Regions from separate parts of the Drosophila melanogaster genome. Here all the other regions are linked to region 3. The links are chromatin contacts, called in public Hi-C and targeted proximity ligation maps. All regions are on one chromosome and are shown on one strand. The core of a region is the stretch at or near the end of the contact, and the rest is flanking DNA. Distances in the headings are between cores, read along the strand shown. Region 1 holds the start of ens (ensconsin). Region 2 holds the start of Rcd5 (Reduction in Cnn dots 5). Region 3 holds the start of Faa (Fumarylacetoacetase).

Region 1 (2,810 bases), core at 305-2,804, 61 kb before region 3:
AGAAATCGATAAATGTAAAAAATACCAGGCCTAACCGTTGTGTTTTGGCGCCCAAGAAACGGCCACACTACAGCCCCACGCTTCAATTTGTTTGTGCGAATTTGTGAAATTGCACATAAAATGCCGGAAGAACCAGAGAAAACGGCGGACGACAAGCGCAGTCACTTGCCGTGGATTGAGAAGTACCGCCCCGTGAAGTTCAAGGAGATAGTGGGCAATGAGGATACCGTAGCAAGACTATCCGTATTCGCCACCCAGGGAAATGCACCCAATATTATTATTGCTGTGAGTTTGTGAGGAGTAAAATTAGTTTGGCGCCACTAATTGTGATCTATAGGGTCCTCCTGGCGTGGGCAAGACAACCACCATCCAGTGTCTGGCCAGGATTCTCCTGGGAGACAGCTACAAGGAGGCTGTCCTCGAGCTGAATGCCTCCAATGAACGAGGAATCGATGTGGTCCGCAACAAGATCAAGATGTTTGCTCAGCAGAAGGTGACACTGCCGCGGGGCAGGCACAAGATTGTGATTCTGGACGAGGCGGACAGCATGACGGAGGGTGCCCAGCAGGCACTGCGCCGGACCATGGAGATCTACAGCAGCACCACTCGTTTTGCCCTGGCCTGCAACACCAGCGAGAAGATCATAGAGCCTATCCAGTCCCGCTGCGCCATGCTACGATTCACCAAGCTGTCCGATGCGCAAGTTCTGGCCAAGCTCATCGAGGTGGCCAAGTGGGAGAAGCTTAACTACACGGAGGACGGACTTGAGGCCATCGTATTCACTGCCCAAGGTGATATGCGACAGGGACTGAACAACCTGCAGTCCACCGCTCAGGGATTTGGCGACATCACCGCTGAGAACGTCTTTAAGGTCTGCGACGAGCCGCACCCAAAGCTCCTAGAGGAGATGATCCACCATTGCGCTGCTAACGACATACACAAGGCCTACAAAATCCTGGCCAAGCTGTGGAAGCTGGGATACTCGCCGGAGGACATCATTGCGAACATATTCCGTGTCTGCAAGCGCATCAACATCGATGAGCATTTGAAGCTGGACTTTATCCGTGAGATCGGAATCACCCACATGAAGATTATCGATGGTATCAACTCGCTGCTGCAGCTCACCGCCCTTCTGGCCAAACTCTGCATTGCCGCCGAGAAGCATTAGATTTAATATGAACTATAGGTTAAAGAAATCTCAGAGATAAATAAAATTGGAGATAAATAAGTCCTTTTCAGTATTGAATACAAGTGTACCTAAATTTTAAACTGGGCACCGTTAGTTAACAGATTAATGTTAATTTCTATGTCAGCGCACTTAGAGCATATCGTCCCTAATGGAGTGTTAATTATTGCGCCCTTGGTATCGGAAGCTGAAATTATCATACAACATTAGATAATGTATTTATAGGACCGAATGATCATTAGTTTTTATACATAAAACCGGAGTTAGTTTTTATACATAAAAACCAATACGTTAGTTAACATTTCTAGTATTTTCGTAGAGCACACCACTATACAACAGTACGGTCGCATTAAGTAGATTATCGCAGCACTACAGAGCTGGCCACACTGTTTGCAGCGCTAAAGTAAAGTGAAATATGGCGAGTCTTGGGGGCCAACACGGAAATATTTCGACTAATCCAGAAGGTACGCATTGAAAACAACCCGCTGAGAGTGCGAAATCGAAGGACGAATGCCCCCGCGTCGAAAATCGGCCAGGATCTACGCGTTTTCGGGGCGTTTTCAGTGGCCAAAAAGTGCTGGTCGACTGCGCAGCAAAACGGCACTCACACCACGGCCAAAAAGCAAAAACGGAGTGAAGAGAGAAAAACGAAGAAAAAAAACAGCGAGGCGAGAGGCACAGAAAAGAAAAGAAGAGAAAAGCCGAGAAGCCAAAAGTGTCTGCCCCCTAGAAATGGGGGATATATGTATTTCGAGTTCCCCGATTCCGAACCGGAGTTTTGAGTTTATAAATAAGTTCCAGTCGGAAAAGTCGTTGGAACAAGAGAGAGGGAAACATACATTATTTTCTCGTACTTCTCACTGTCTCTCTCGCTTCGTCATCGCAGCTGCTGCCGTGCGCTTGTGTTCGTGCGTGTGTGTGTGTGTTTTTGTGTCCCCCTCCTTCCTCGCTCTTTCGCCTTCTTGTCACCTTTCCTTTTTGCCAAAACGCAACGGCAATTGATTTTCCCCACACACGAAAGCCAAAAGTCCGTGTAAAACTCCGGAAAATCGCAGCGAAACTCAATCGTCCATTTTTCTCGTACTTCTTTTGCAGTGGAAAACACAGCCAAGCGACCCGAAAGTCGCGAGGGCAGCGCCGAGCGAAAAGGTAAGCCTTCTATGCGGATTATCTTGCGAGTTACATAAAATCGGCACCAATGTATATCACACATACGCACTATATGTAATCGCTTTAACATCACCTATAACTCGAACCACAGCCCACGCATTCGCACCTGCCAAGATCTCGGGCTGCAGCGCCGGCGCAACCTTGCATTGGTTCGCCCAGGTGGGCGGTCAAATCTCCGCCAGTGAAGACGACTCTCAAGGTAGTTGGCATTCCATTCAGGCTGCTCCAAAGTCTTCCACAGCCACGCCCCGTTCTGTTCCGCCTCCAAAACGAATGCTCCGAATGTTTGCCGCATGATCTCACTAACAAATAAGACCCATAGTCCGCCTTATCGCGATTTTAACCGTCACTGGTCTATTGCAAGTCTTTCATAGCTGTTTTTCTAATAAGAAAATCTTCTTATCTATTCTCACCCAGTGACACGCTTTAAATCACTGTAGTTTCTAAACTGTCT
Region 2 (2,719 bases), core at 4-2,503, 33 kb after region 3:
TGGAACTGCTCAAGTTTTGGTTGTTCCGACTGTGAATTGAATTACTGATTAGAAAAAGCTTAAATCATGATGAAAATAGTGTACTTACGCTCTTAATGGTGCCAAGCAGATCCTCCTCCTGCACGCTGTACAAAGCTTTGCGCTGAACGGACTCCACGAGTTCGGGGTGCAGGTTCCTTATGGCGGACACTGCAATCCTGGACACCGCAGGCTCATACAGCAGAGCATACCAGCGCTGCTGTAGTTCCTGCAGAGTAAACTTGCAGGAAAACTTAACGCCGCGATGGATTATCCGCAGATCGTTGGTCTGCTGGATGCCAATTATGAGGGCCAAGTCGTCAATGGGCTTCCAGCGGCCCAAATCCTTGGTGGCCATCTGACCCATGGGACGACCATTTCTACGCTGCGCCTTTTTGCTGGCAGGACGCACTGGGCGCGAACGGCGCTCGCTGGTCGTGGAGCGCTCCATGGCCGGTGGTTTGGGATGCGCGACGGCAGTCACAATTGGGGCAACTGGAAGGGGAGTGGCCAAGGGAGCTGGCGTTGTGGGCGTGGCCAGTGACAGCGATGCAACAGTGCTAGGTGTCCCCGGCAGCAGGGAATCAACTGAAAGCGGCGTCTGTGGCGTGGAAGTGGGTATGTTAAGAGGCGCTAACGTGGTGTGCGGCACGCCCACCAAAGCTGGATAATTCTGGGAGGTGGTGCGAGGCCTGCTGCTGCGATTGGCGTCTGTTCCGCTGCGATTTGTGGGCACCGCAATGTTGTACTCAACTATTTCGTCATCAAAACGCTTCCTTTTAATCGTCCGCGATGAACTGTTTCGATGCAAAAGGAGCTGCCACTTAATCTGTCAATTTTGACATATGTCATCGTCTCACCTTCTTCGCTTTTGATCGTTTTGCTGTTCTATCTGCAGATTTGAAATGGGATTTCGTATCGGCGTTGAAATTCCAACGGCACTGCTAGCTGTACTTCCTATTGTGGTTGTTGTTGTTGTGGCTGCTGGTGTTGGCATGGTTGTTGTTGCTGGCGACACGCCTACCTGGATTAGTGTGCTCGCAGCTGCTGTGGGAATGGTGGACACTGTGGGGGGATTGGGAGCGGTAACGGACACTGCACTGCTGGCGATCGCGGTTATTCTTGATGCCTCCATCGCTCTAGCGGGCTGTTTATGGGCTAAAATGTATTTATTTTCGCGACGCACAGCTCAGCAGTGTGACCGCACCAGCAGGAAAAAGTATATCACTTGCAGAGTTGCCACGTCTTCGAAATAAAGTGTCACTGCAAGAAAAACATTTGTTAATAGCTTATATAAATATATATAAAATTAATTTTCTTTCTTAACAGTTCACTTGCTTAATATATAATTAGCGAAAGTGAGAACATTAAGCTTGACTTTACCATTTTAAAAGTTACCATCATAGTGTCACTGGCCTGCCAGATCTCCATGGGAAACACATGTTTCGCAACACTGCTACCCACACAAACGCATTCGCGAATATCTGGTAACCTCGCCACTGGAGCCCTCTCGAAATTTTGTTTACTGGCATTTAAAATCAGCGAATTCGGGCTAAAAAGTCTTACTTATGCACCCAGCACCGATGCCCGGAGCGACTAGATGAGTGTCTGGATGAGCGGGCCCCGAAATTTCGCACTAGCCACACAAATTATACGGGAAACTATGAGGTAAATGGTTCTTTGCACGAAAACAAAAAGGCGACTGACTAAGATATGACTAATCGATTTGCAGTTTGCACTACGCGGAATCGGAATCTTCGCCGTCAGAGAGCAAAATGGACATCTCGGAGACGCCGACGGACTCAACGGGCGTCTCGCCGCTGGCGGATGATGTTTTGCCCACCGCGCCGGAGAAGAATATCCTGAAATTGGAGCAGGCCAAGCAGGATCACGATAAGGAGGAACTGGAGTTCAAGACGACCTCCGCGCTGGACAACAGAATACTGCGTCCAGAGCTGCTGCCCATGGAGGCGATGCCACAACGACACAACATCATCGAGCGCACCCTGGCCAACAGCCATCCGCTGATGTCGCCAACCAACACGGACTCAGACTCGGAACCCTTTCAGCTGAAGAAGCAGGAGAAACAGCTGCCGAGGAGCAACTTTCCGGACGTTGTGCCCACCACGGAGACGGTGCAGGTGAAGAACAACCTGAACCAATGCCGGAACAAGCCGCAGGACGCCAAGGTCAGCCTGCTAAGGGCCAACAGTCCGGATATCCTGAGCAGCGAGTCAGATGCGGATGTGTCCCAGTACTTGGCCGCCGTGGAGTCTAACTTTCAGTCCGTTTCCCTGATGCCCAATGGCAATGGCAAGAAATCCAAACGATCGACTGCACTCCCTGGTGGCGAGGACATATCTAGCCTGGATTCCATCTCCAATCACAGCTTCGACGATGACGAGGACATTGAGCACAATTTGGCCTCTCTAAGTCCATCGAGCTCCCTGATTGATGGCTTAGACGGAGAGGATGACGACGACGACTGCGAGGGTCCGGAACTGCTGCCCGACCACGACGACGACTTGGAACTGGACCTGGAGTTCGGTTTGGCCACCACGCCCACGCCAAATGCTCCGGCATCGGCTACGGCTGCCTCAACTCTGCCACAGTATACGGCTGCTGAAGAGAGACGTGATTCGCGGAATTGGCAGAAGATCACTTTACCGGATGGACGTACCAGGGAGATCGACATGCGGGT
Region 3 (2,954 bases), core at 172-2,671:
CGACTTGTAAGGGGTTTCAGTCTAGTTTGGCTCGGCTCGTCTCGGTTCGGTTCGGCTTCGATTGGTAATGGTAGATCTCACACAACCAAGAAGTATCATTTAGGTAAAAGCATATCAGGAGACCGGCTGAAGAGCCCAGAGATCCGAGAGCCGGCGATTATGGGTATCCCGGTAATCATCAGAGTTCAATGTTGAATGTACATTTGTTTGTATCTATAACGTGTTGCTAGATGTTCCTTTACGATTTCTCATTCTGTTATCCGTTGACCGTTATTCGTTAAGCGTCGTTATCCGTTCGTCCCGGAGTTGGAAAAAAAAGTACTATGTATAATCGAGGCGTTTTACTTTTACGTTCGTTGGCAACTATATCTAAATCAATGGACGGCGAGAGGAGAATCCACAAGTTATATTTGAATATCTATATGTATACCGAAAAATAACGATAGAATTCAGAGCATAGAAGCCACCGCTCCACACACGCACCACCAAAACGAAAGACAGCCCCAGTCCCACACAAAAGTACTATGATGATATAATGATATATATGTATATGATATAGAAACTGTTGGAACGCTATCTTAACATATCAGGAGAAGATGAAGAGCCAGTTGAGGACCTTAGTTCAATTCGTTGATTTCACTTTGTTTGCAAACAGAGAATGTTTTCAAATATATCATATCTATAGCCATGCGCGTACCTTTATAAAAACAAGATCGAAAGAGACCTGTGCTTGTTAATTGTATAGACAAACCAAAGAGAGGGGATCTGTGCCGCAGAACCCATTTAGTCCATGTATCGAACTGTGCTATATATAGAGACGTGAATACGTATAATCGAATTAGTTGGAGTTTAGTTTCAACAAAATGGCTGACAAGTATATATGTATTGCCCGGAGTCAATTAAGCTCAATTACGAATGTTGGAAGATTCAGATTTTAGTTAAGTTTTAATCAGTTAGTTGTTCCAGAAAGGTTGGTAGTGAAATGTCCCTATATGAAAAGAACACAATCAGACATTACATTCTACCTGTGCACAAAACTCGTTTGTCAATTCCGCAAAAGTAAGAAAATAATGGCATAAAAACTACAATAAATTCAACAATTATAGTACTTTAAAGCGTGTTATCTAAGTTTATCCAGCACCACGCTCATTTTATGTATGTATAAATTAATGTATGTATATGTATTTGCAGATCCAAATCAATGCCAAACAAGAATTATTCCAACATCTATATAAATGCAAATGAATATATTATATATATGAATATATGAGTAAAATAAATAAAAGTAATCAAAGCGCAATTAAAATTTCTCTTCATTATGTCTAAGGCGCTCTTTACCTTTGGGGGCTTGGTTTTGCTAAGAGAGCCGAAAGATCTTGTGGTCTGAGCACCTATATAAGGCGGATCGTGAATAGAAAATCCCTCAGTTGTTATCTAGCTCACTCTGGCTCCGCGCACGCTTTTTCCGCTTCTCTGCTTCACTTTATTGATTCGCACCAACCTGCCCAAGTTTTCCACTTTGAGTGCTTTTAAAATGTCCCAGAGTTTTGTGCCAGTGCCAGAGAACAGCGATTTTCCGCTGGAAAATCTACCCTACGCTGTCTTCTCAACCGAAAACAATGTGAGTGATATCATACTGAAATCAAATCTTATATTTTTATGAGATTTTAGAACAATGGTCTCGCTGTTGTAAATGATAACTAAAGTGGTAAATGGCAAAGCAAATGTTCCTTTAACTCAGCCTGTTTTCCGTGTAATATTTTCAAGTTTTTCTTCAGTTTCATGTGACTTTGGATCGTTCCACATGTTCTAGAAATCAACTTTAGAACAGAAACCGCTTTGGGGCATAGCATTTGCATACATCATCCAAGACAAACTAGTTTGTTTACGAAAACAATATGCTAATCCAATCTTTAATACCCCAGCAACCAGGTTCTGATAAGGCCCCATATCATATATCGTATTTGTATATCGTAAATGGTGTTTTTCATCTTACCATCCGTAGAAAGTTCACCGTATTTGTGTGGCCATTGGAGAGCATGTCCTGGACCTGAAAGCTGTCTCGCAGTTGTTTCCTTTCCAAGTTCAGAAAAGCCTGCAGGCCGAAACTTTGAATGAGCTTATGGGATTGGACTTTGAAGCTTGGGATGTGGTAAGAAGCCAGACTCAAAAGCTATTGACGAAGGGTTCAGAATTGGACCACAATGTGGACTTGAAGGCGGTGTAAGTCGGATTTATTATAATAATTTATTATTCATAGTTAATAATTTATTTATTTATCAGTTCCATTGTGCCACAGTCTGAGATCAAGCTGCACCTGCCTGCACAGATTGGTGACTATACAGACTTTTACTCATCCATCCACCATGCCACCAATGTCGGCATTATGTTCCGTGGACCAGACAATGCTCTGATGCCCAACTGGCGCCATCTGCCGGTGGGCTATCATGGTCGTGCAAGTTCTGTGGTGGTTTCCGGTACTCCCATCCGTCGTCCTCTTGGTCAAACGTTTCCCGATGGAGCAGAGAAGCCCGTCTTTGGCGCCTGCAAGCTTCTGGATTTCGAACTAGAAATGGCTTTCTTTATCGGTGGTAAGGGAAATCAGCTGGGTGAACCCATACGCGTGGATGAGGCCTGGAAGAACGTGTTCGGTTTCACGCTGATGAACGACTGGAGTGCCAGGGATATTCAGAAGTGGGAATATGTGCCACTGGGCCCCTTCACCGCAAAGAATCTGGGAACCACCATCTCCCCTTGGGTAGTGCCCACAGCTGCCCTGAAGCCCTTCGTCTTGGACAACTTTCCTCAGGAACCGGAGGTGCTTCCCTATCTGCGCCAGAACATTCCCTTTAACTTTGATATCAACCTCGAGGTGTCTTTGAAACGTAAGTTGCCGCCTGTTAAAGATTTGTTACGTTAATTCACAAAATTTCCCCTTCTCAGCCGCCGATCAA

The links. Hi-C and Micro-C count contacts between places; a contact is called where the count stands out from the background.
Region 1: a contact with region 3 is called in a Hi-C map of the Kc167 cell line, with 3 times the contacts expected there. A contact is called at or near these places in 4 of 107 Hi-C or Micro-C datasets (the Clone 8 cell line, the Kc167 cell line, cellular blastoderm embryo and 1 more).
Region 2: a targeted proximity ligation map of the Kc167 cell line shows a contact between it and region 3, with 6 times the contacts expected there. A contact is called at or near these places in 44 of 107 Hi-C or Micro-C datasets (the Clone 8 cell line, the D17-c3 cell line, the Kc167 cell line and 17 more) and 5 of 7 datasets of targeted methods (the Kc167 cell line and the S2 cell line).

The regions. Positions count from the first base shown.
Region 1 is chr3L:4,133,294-4,136,103 of dm6, reverse strand. ens (ensconsin) reads left to right here and starts at 1,554. Exons shown (of 13, transcript NM_001300004.1): 1 at 1,554-1,650; 2 at 2,282-2,335. The coding sequence starts at 1,602. RfC4 (Replication factor C subunit 4) reads left to right here and starts at 66. Exons shown (of 2, transcript NM_079191.3): 1 at 66-285; 2 at 338-1,244. The coding sequence starts at 121. The coding sequence ends at 1,168.
Region 2 is chr3L:4,039,063-4,041,781 of dm6, reverse strand. It overlaps Rcd5 (Reduction in Cnn dots 5), which reads right to left and starts at 1,253. Exons shown (of 3, transcript NM_139595.3): 1 at 879-1,253; 2 at 89-815; 3 at 1-29. The coding sequence starts at 1,153. It overlaps CG11593, which reads left to right and starts at 1,300. Exons shown (of 4, transcript NM_139594.2): 1 at 1,300-1,686; 2 at 1,751-2,719. The coding sequence starts at 1,682.
Region 3 is chr3L:4,072,421-4,075,374 of dm6, reverse strand. It overlaps Faa (Fumarylacetoacetase), which reads left to right and starts at 1,421. Exons shown (of 4, transcript NM_080091.4): 1 at 1,421-1,621; 2 at 2,006-2,223; 3 at 2,284-2,885; 4 at 2,944-2,954. The coding sequence starts at 1,535. It overlaps Gad1 (Glutamic acid decarboxylase 1), which reads left to right. Exons shown (of 8, transcript NM_168055.2): 8 at 1-1,298. The coding sequence ends at 10.